2 separate regions of the Muntiacus reevesi genome follow, and region 1 is linked to region 2. Evidence: chromatin contacts called from public Hi-C data. All regions are on one chromosome and are shown on one strand. Each heading gives the region's core, a stretch centred on a gene start, on an enhancer-like site or on the middle of the called end of the contact. The rest is flanking DNA. Distances are from core to core; before and after follow the strand shown.

Region 1 (4,607 bases), core at 669-3,168, 260 kb before region 2:
ACAGGCCAAGTGGCCCACTGCAGTTCTCCCTTGATATCATTAATGCCCAGTTATGCACAGGCTATATGCCTGTGCTGCAGAGTAGGATGGGTAGAATGGCCTCCTAGATAAATAACTCCAGGTATGAGTCAGACCTGAGGCTCTCGGAACAAACAGGGTCCAAGTAGTACAGATAAAGACTATTAAATTTACAACATCAACAAGCTTACTTAGGAGTGGTATGAATCATGGGCCATGCAGCATGTGATATTAATGCAGAAAAGCACGAAGGCCATGTGGAAGTGAAGGAGCATGGCCATGACTGTCTCAATCTAGAGGCTGAAAGAACTTTATGTCCAGAGGAAAAAAAGGCTCCAGAAATGTTAGAGAAAAAAAGGATGGGGGCGGGGGGAGGGGGGCGGTTAGAAGACATATCCGTATCTGTTGCCCAAGCACAGGTCCATTAAGCGGCGAAGAGACTTTGTGCAGAAACCTTCCAATGGCAAAGTTTAACCGGACTGGAACCCAAAGGGCCTGGGGATCTCCACGGGCTCCCTTAATGGGCGACGTCTGGCTCTACGGACTCCTTCACGCAGTAGGTAGTATTGCAGTGGATTTGGCCACAGGTCCTCTTTGATAATTTCAGCAATCCTGTCAGACTCTGGAAGGCTGTGGTCTGAAAACCAGGTGAAGAAATTGCACACAACCTCTTGGTTCCTGCGAATGAAGGACTGGGGTTCATGGCCCCGACGCCATATGATTGGAGTGGAAAGAGACACTACTCGGCCAGAGGCTCTGACCTCATATTCTTTGACAATCAGCTTGTTTCGAAAATACGGGTTTCTCCGAAAGAAGAACTTGAACTTGCATCCTGTTCGCGGGTGTCTGAGCTCCTTCACCTCCAAATTGGTTATGTATCTTAACATCTCTGCATCTTGGCCTCTAATCATAGGAGATAACTGGGGGTGGTTCCGAAAGGCAGTGACCCAGAAGCCCGGGATATTCTGAATGATGTAGTTCCTCCGCTCCAGGTAGTGTCGACGCATCCGCCCGAATTTATGCTCTAGTTGCTGAAAGGCCCGGTCAGCCTGAGCGTTCACAGTGTCCAGTTCTAGCTGGATGGCCTCCAGCGGGTTCATGCGGAGATCCATACGCAGGGGCCGCTGCCCCGCCTCCTCCACCACTCCGTTCTCCACCATTTCTATTTCTTCACCGACTGGCCTCTCCTCCACCTCCATTCCCTGCTCCACTCCCTCCTCCTCCTCCGCTCTTTCCTTCCCCACCACCTCCTCATCCACTGCGACTGAGAAGACGGGGCCTTCTTCAGTCTTCGCTTCCTCAGCCTTCGCCTCCGACATCAAGTCAGACCCCAACTTCTCTGCGCCACAAGTTTCTAGCGCCTTCTCCCTACTCGAGCCCTGCGGCTCTACAGTCTGACGGCCATTTCCCAGGCTGTCGTCCGTTGCCAGGAACATAGACGCCGTTTCCAAGCCCTCCCTAGGAGGCGGAGCCGGCTCTAGCCTCGCTTCGGGCGCAACATAACCGCCATCCCCACCGTCTCGGATCTGGAACGTACCGACACAGCCTGAATCTGGGGGACCAGTTGGAGGTGCGCCTTCCTCCTCTGGAAGCTGGGGTGGTGGGAGCGCGACGGCCTCGAAACACCCCTCACCCGTCTCCGCCATCACCTGTGACGCCTCTGTTTCCAGGCACAGGGGAGGGTCCGGGGCTCCGGCGGCACAGTCGGATGTGGTGAGGCTGTGGGTTCCAAGGAGAGGGGTCCTCTCGACCCCGTCTGGGTCGCTCATGTCGGCAGCACCCCGATAAAACGAAGGCCAACGTCTGTTTTCCTCTCAGAAGCCGCGCTCGACGAAAACTTGCCGCTTGTGACACCCACTCTCTAATCTCGCGAGCGACTCCGTGAGGATGACGTCAGGGTTGTAGATCGCAATGTGACGCGAGAACTCGCGGCTTCTGGGATGGTTTAGCGGGCTTCCTACGGTCCGGGTGTTCTGTTAGCTTTATTTTTACGAATTTAATCCGGTGGATTGGTAATTTGACTTACGTAAGTAAATGTGGCTCGCAATCAGAGGCTGAAGCAGTGAGACCCCACCCCCTTCTCTTCCTGACAGTGCATCTGGAAGTACCTCCAGATTGTTCGCTCGGCTATTTGTAAGGACCCCAGTACTACACTGCCTCCTGTTGTCTGAAAACATGTTTTTATGGTTTTGTGAGCAAGAGGGTAAATCTATTCCCTATTCCACGATAGGCAGGAGCAAAATTCTCTTTATTTTTTAACTAAATTAATAGCAAACTGTTTCCCTTTTCTCGGGTAGTGAAGTGAAAATATTCTGGCCTGTAACATCTCTGGGAGAAAAAGCTACTGAACGACTTTTTACCACAAAAGTCATGCATATTGTACCCTGCTAGCCTTACCTTGATAATCTGTATCAAAGAAGAGCTTGTCTTGCGCGATATTTGCAGGAATTAAGTCAGAATCAATTTGCTGAATCTCGCTCCGTGGCCCCTCACTGCAGGAAATAGAAAAGCTATTTCCAGCCCCATGAATTTATTAATCTAATAACGAGTTTAGTTCTGAAAGAAGGTAGGAAAGGTTGGCTCTGGTGAAGTATCTGTTCATGGTAATTAGCTTGTAGAGTTCTTTCAAAGGGGATGTCAGTGTCTGGTTGTTTTAGTTTGTTGACTTGTGAGGAAAACTGGTGTTAGAGAGCTAGGGGACTTCAGACAAATACTGGTAGAGGGGCCATCCACCTCCATTTTTATGAAGAAAAGTCAGTTAAAATGGATATCCAAGATGGCCTTGAGTAGAAAACAAACGGCTGGTCTACCAGTTTTAAGTTAGTTGAGTTAGATGTAAAAGAGGCAAATGTTTTTTGATTTTGGGGTTTCTTTTTTTTCCTATTATAGTACACTGAATAATGGCCCCCTAAAATATCCATGTCCTAACCTTCATAACCTGTGTCGTTTCTTACCTGGCGAAAGAACTCCATAGGCATGTTTCAGTTAAGCACCAGGATATTGAAAGATTGTGCTGGGCTGTCCCGGTGGATGGACCCTGTATAATTACAGTAAGAAGAAGTGAGAGTGTCAGTGTGAGACTGATGACCAGAGCAGAGGTGAGAAAGTGAAAAAGAGGGAGAAAAAAAGATTTGGAGATGGAGGAAGGAACAAAGATCCAAAGAATAAAGGCAACCTCTCTAGAAGCTGGAAAGGTAAGGAGGAAGATTTTCCCATAGAGCCTCCAAAGGAATGCAGCCCTATCCGCATCTTGATTTTTATCTAACCTCCAAACCTGTAAGATAATTAATTTGTGTACCTTAACACTGTTAAGTCTGTGGTAATTTGTTACAACAGTATAAAAGGGATATTCCTTGGGTTGAAGTTTGGCTGCATCTCTGTGTGGCTCAAGTTTTTCCTGGCAGCAACCCCTTCAACCTCAACATTGCTTCCTGTAAGGTCCTGCCCAACTGCTATGGTTTATCATATCTTGAGTCTGTTTTTGGCTCTCAAATCCAGAAATATACTTAGGCGATATACAGGCAAAGTTAAAGCCAAAACCTACCATAAAATATGTTTGAGAAGACTGTGAATTCTAGGACAGGGTCTTGGTTTTGTTTACCACTGTTTACCTAACACTGCCTTGCGTGTGTGTTACATAGATTATTAGAATGTCAAGTAAAGAGACAAAGGCACAGAATACAGTTTCTTCTGCCTGCAGCTTGGGGCTTGCAGAAATAAGGAGCATGTAGGTAGTCACCCTGTTCTCCCCATCAGCCACCAGCAGACCAAAGGACTGTTCTGTCTGCAGTAATGAAGTCCTAGTCAGAATGAATTTGTTCATATGCATCAAAGGCCCAAAAAGCATAGGAAAAATGCAGGAAAAACAGTTTTGTTTTACAGATAATTTATATGTGTGTTATCACATTGTATGATAAATACCAAAAGAACTGACCTGTCTTCATGAATTTACATAGCAACGCCTTAAACTACCAGCACTGTATCTTCAATTCTTCTCTCCTTTCTGAACAAGCCAAGGTAATGATTCCAAGCCTTGCTTCATTTCTCTCTGCAAGAAATGGATATAGAGCCTGTACTGCATGGGCAAAATTACTTTTGTATAGATAAGAATGAATAATGGAATTTTCCATAAGGCCCACTTCTTAATTACTGTGAAATTATCCTCTATCTTGTAACTGGAATAATTTAATTTGGCCTAAAGTGGAAACTTTTATTACTAATATGCCTTCTACTTTTGAGCGAAAGACAGTCTCGGTTTTTGACCAGTCCTAGAAGATGTGGCTTTGTCAGACTTACCAATATGGTGTCTGAAAGTCTAATTAATTAGTGCTCTAACCAATATTGTTAAGACTTCAATGATAGATGGTGCCTGTAAATGGAATCAGTACTCTGCTAAGTGTAATTTCCCTCAGAAGTACTGAGACACTTTGGAGGAACCCTCCCTTCTCTTATTGTCAGTATATTGGAGAAAGGCCATGATATGGAATACTTGATTGAATGGATCAGAAATGAAGAAAAAGTTTCTTCTAATTTTAATTATCTGAAAATCACAGTAGAAAAGTGATTGTGATGATAACTCTTTATTATAG
Region 2 (4,737 bases), core at 1,268-3,767:
CATTATTTGCAGAAAAAAAACACAAATGATACAATGAATCTCTCACAGACATTTTTCTTTAGCAGTAAAGAAAACAGAGAAGAGAAAAAACAACTGCTTCAGAGGACTACATACATATTTCTATACATTTCTAATTACTAACACTGATAACCTATTTGAGAATTTGCAGTGTGCTTTCACATACATTGTTTCACGTTATTCGAATGATCTTAAAAGTTTATATAACCTGTAAAGGTTAGTGCTAAGGCTGGACTTCCCACTTCTGGCTTCAGATCCCATGATGCTTGGCTCCACTATATTGTTTACCTGTCTGCAGAGCTTGAAACACACTTATCCTGCAACATCTTTAACTACAAATTAAAAATGAGACACTGAAAGAAAGCCAGTCTATCTCATAAAAATCACCCACTTTCAGGTGGGTGTTCTGTGAAGTGTCTCTGTGTCAAAAGGAAATTAGAAATCAACCAAAAATGCTTAATGATGCCCCAATAGGTGACACAGATTTGGAAGTGAGTTCTCTTGCTTACATTAGCACTGGAAGTTATCTTTAGTATTAAAAATTAAAGAACCACTCTTGAGCATCCTGAAATATGAAGGTTTTACAGTAAATATACAACAGATTTGAAAATGATGTTTTACTAAAAATTCTGTTAATAAAAAAGTAAAGCAGATAAAGGGGCACTTCATTTACAAGATTAAAACTTGAAACCAACCTTCTTTTCCTAATATAAAGCTTAAATTGGTTGCTTCACTGCACCTATTTTGACAACCTGTGTTTTGATTATCATTTAGGAAATTAACAAATTTTTTACTTGGCATTTCTCTTTGATCCATGGATTAAAGGTGCTATCAACTTCCTTGCCAAACTCATTCTGTCTCCCTCATTTGTCATTTTGGTCAAAGGAACTTCATCTTTCCAGTTCCTGCCAAATATCACCCCTTATTCATCCTTTTCTTACAACCCATATCAAATCCTGACACCTTCAAAATATATCCAGAATCTGTTTGGTCCTATAGCTTTGGTCCAAATCATCACCGTCTTTGTTTAGATTATTGCTATGGCCAAACTGGTCTCCACACTTTCAGACTTTGTCCCTCTTCCACCTAAATCCTCCAATGATCCTACATGATCTGCAAACTCCCACACCAGTTCACCATGCACCAGCCACACTGGCTTCCAAAATAACAAGCGGGCTCTCACCGTAGGATCTTAGCACTGGCTCTCCCGTTTGTGCAGAACCTTCTTCTCCAGTAACAAATCACTGATTTCCCTAAACAGAGGATATACAGAAGAAGCACCTTGTATTTGCAAAGTTACTTCATGTATTTCCTGTGATTCTTTCCATCCTCAGAAGAGTTCCCATTTTTTTCTTGAAAATTTAAAACAACGCCCTACTCAACCCTTAATGCCGAAGACATGGAATCAGTACCAAAGCGAATATGTCCGTTTTCACATATCCTTCGGCTAAGTAGGTAGTGTGCGTGTCAGTCGCTCAGTCACGTCAGACTCTTTCCTACCCCATGGGCTCTCGCCCGCCAGGCTCCTCTGTCCATGGAATTCTCCAGGCAAGAGTACAGGAGTGGGTTGCCAAGTAGGCAATAAGTTCCAACAAAATATCAAGATACCTTCTGGTCCATAGGACATCATCCTTTTATCAAGAGAAAACTTCAGAGCCTTTATCTCTAAGCTTTAATACAAAAACAAAAAGAAAAATAGACGAATATGAAAATTTTTAAAATGTTCTTGTATTTTTCTCCACTAAAAAACTAAAAATCTTCTTTTTTTATACACATGAATGGATCTTTAGCTTTCATTTCATAAAAATACCATGTCTGGCCATTTTCTTAGTTTGTGCCATTACAGTTTTCTTTGAAAACTCTCTTTGTAACAGCTGTGATGAACTAGAAGATAAGAGATGTATATGTATTAAGTGCTATTATTACTTCTTCAGTTTCATTCTTCCAAATCAGAGGTTCTGAGTATTCTTCGGAGGCAATACTTACCAAAACTGTCACCGAAACTTACACCCAACTCAGAAATACGCGATCTCAGAATATTTAGATCTACAACGTGCCGAGTTCATTTTACATACTCAAAAGATCACAGGACTTTCACTTGCTTTCTCCCGCAGGTCCACTGACTCGTTACTCGGAAGCTGGGCCGAGCTTTCTGGACCCGCCTGGATGTATTGCGAGAGCTGTTCCTCTGCCTGCTGGGTTCTACAGTCTTGTGGGATGCCGAGAACTTGGAGGTTCCAGAAACGTAGAAATCACCTGGGACACGCCATTAGTCGGCACTAGGACCTGGGCATCCGCCCTCTGGACGCTGCCTCAGGGTTGCAACCCGGAGACCCGCAGCGACCTAGTGCAGAGACGCCCCATCGTCCCGCGTCCAGCTAGACAGCCCCTCCCGGGTACCCGAGGCTGGCCTTAAGACCAGACTAGTGGAGCGAGGATGCGGCGCTCAGGGCCTTCTCGGGTTCTGGCTCTGCAAAGTCCAGTAACCAATCCTTAGGTGTCTGTGGCAAATGCCAGACCAGGTGTCTCCCCCATCCCAGCAAGTCCCGAGCGGGCGTGGGAGAGGCAGCCCAACGGCCAGGCCCGACGAGTCGAACGCGGAACGAGAGAGCAGGCGGAGGCCGGCGCGGGGTTGTTGCTCAGCAGGCCCAGCCTGGCTGTGGGCCCCAGGCCTCTCCGCCTGGGACTCTGCGCCTGCGCCCGCCCGGCCGCTGCCTGCTCTCCCAGCGCGGCCGCGGTCCAGGCTGCAGCACGCCGCCTGGGTGTCTGGGCGATCCATGGGCTGCAGCGAGGGCCGCGATGACAGATTACGGCGAGGAGCAGCGCAACGAGCTGGAGGCTCTGGAGTCCATCTACCCTGACTCCTTCACAGGTGACTTCCGCGGCCGCAGGCCCGCAGCTACCCGGGGTGGAGTGGGACGGGCCGCCGCCTCCACGGCCCTCGACATCCCCGGCCAGGATGGAGAAGGGAACAGCCAGGCCGCGTGGCCACCTCGCTCGCCACTCTCTCCTCGAGCTCTTCTCTTGAAGTGATCAGGCGTTTACTAGTGGCTCTACGGCTGTTTTCTCCTCTCCGCTAATTCCTTGAAATCTGAAAGTCCGGGCGAGGCTAGCAAGGTCCCTGGAGTGTCAGGCCTGGAATTCAGTCGGGTGCACTTTGGTTTCTGTGTCGTTGCCGTCCATGGGGTCGCAAATAGTCGGACACGACCGAGCGACTGAACGGATCTGAACTAACAGCAGCGTGAGGTTTAGTGAAATACACGGATGAAGGTACTCCAAGTGGGAGTAGTCTTTCCAGAGCCGCAGAAGTGCCGGTTTTCACATTTTCACCATTATTCAGGCTCTTTTCTCATATTTGGTGTTTTAAAGTTTGTGGATTCAGAATTCTCAAAGTTACCCAGGATCAGTTTTGAGAGTAGTCTTGTCCCCGAAGTTTGTCGTTTTTCTTTTCTTTTTTAATGTTCTGAGATTCTGCGGATTGCCCAATGAATGAGTTGGCTCAAATTCCAGGTCCACTGTCAGATCACAGGTAGTTAGACTTGTAGTAGGATATTAGACGTCATGGACCGAGGAGCCTGGAAGGCTGCGGTCCATGGGGTCGCTGAGGGTCCGATACGACTGAGCGACTTCACTTTCACTTTTCACTTTCAGGCACTGGAGAAGGAAATGGCAACCCACTCCAATGTGCTTGCCTGGAGAATCCCGGGGACGGGGGAGCCTGGTGGGCTGCCGTCTATGGGGTCGCACAGAGTCGGACACGACCGAAGTGACTGAGCAGCCTGGCTTCCTCTTGCCAGAAGCAAGGTAGTGGAGGCTCAGGAAAGGCAAGCGGGTGGCTCCGGGTTGGCCAGCAAGTTAGTAGCAGGACTGGTAATAAGAGTGAGGTTTTGAGAGGTGATCTAAAGCCTGTATGAGCGTGTATAGCCTAGGTTTGTGGGACTTACCTTCCTTATCCCGTCCTTTGAGTGTCATCCATCACTGACTCAGAATTCAGAGTGTAAGGTCGTGTTATTTTAACTCATTAACTCCAGCCCCTCTCCCTTGTCACTGTTCAGCTTAATTTTCTTAGCTCCACCCTTTGATCACTGCTTGCAATGGTAGCAAATTTTGTTCTGCTTTGCCAACAGGCTTTTGTCTCTCAGCTCTGCCTGTATACTTCAGTCCTGTTCATGTTCTCTCTTCAGCAGTACAGCTGTGCTGTGAGGATGTTAAGGGGATGAGTGAAGAGGGGTTTGAGAGTGTCCTTAACTGGGTGAGTGTGTATGGAGTCTGGCTCCCTTCTCTATCCTTGCTTATGTATCAATGTCTAAGTAAAACAGAATATAGGGTCAGTTGTTGGATACACTCTTAATCGTGACGTTTGGTCATTTCTGATACATTGGAAATGGGACAGGCATGGGCACAGCATAGGCAGACTTAAGAAGGCACAAGATGTGCTGCTCTCATTTCTTTGGACATTGAGGTATACTCATTAAATATTGTGCTTATAAACATTTGTAAAAGTGATACGTTGTAACCCTAAAATAATTGGATGGTTCTTTCACATGTACTAGGCTCTGATATAGTTGGGTATGTGAAATTCTTGTCAGATGCAAAAGTGCTTGAGAATTCTGAGTCATGTTAATAAAAGAAAATTTGTGGATCTTGGACGTCTCAAGTACTCTGCAGTATCAGCTGAGCTCTTCTGTCTCGTAATTCCTATCAGCACCCCTACAGTTG

What was found. Hi-C and Micro-C count contacts between places; a contact is called where the count stands out from the background.
Region 1: a Hi-C map of muscle shows a contact between it and region 2, with 3 times the contacts expected there. The contact joins the promoter of TSPYL1 here to the promoter of LOC136150647 in region 2. A contact is called at or near these places in 2 of 3 Hi-C or Micro-C datasets (blood and muscle).

What each region holds. Positions count from the first base shown.
Region 1 is chr19:32,457,151-32,461,757 of mMunRee1.1, reverse strand. It overlaps TSPYL1 (TSPY like 1), which reads right to left and starts at 1,918. Exons shown (of 1, transcript XM_065911479.1): 1 at 1-1,918. The coding sequence starts at 1,787. The coding sequence ends at 489.
Region 2 is chr19:32,199,822-32,204,558 of mMunRee1.1, reverse strand. It overlaps LOC136150647, which reads right to left and starts at 2,517. Exons shown (of 2, transcript XM_065911315.1): 1 at 2,005-2,517. It overlaps RWDD1 (RWD domain containing 1), which reads left to right and starts at 2,671. Exons shown (of 7, transcript XM_065911311.1): 1 at 2,671-2,890. The coding sequence starts at 2,818.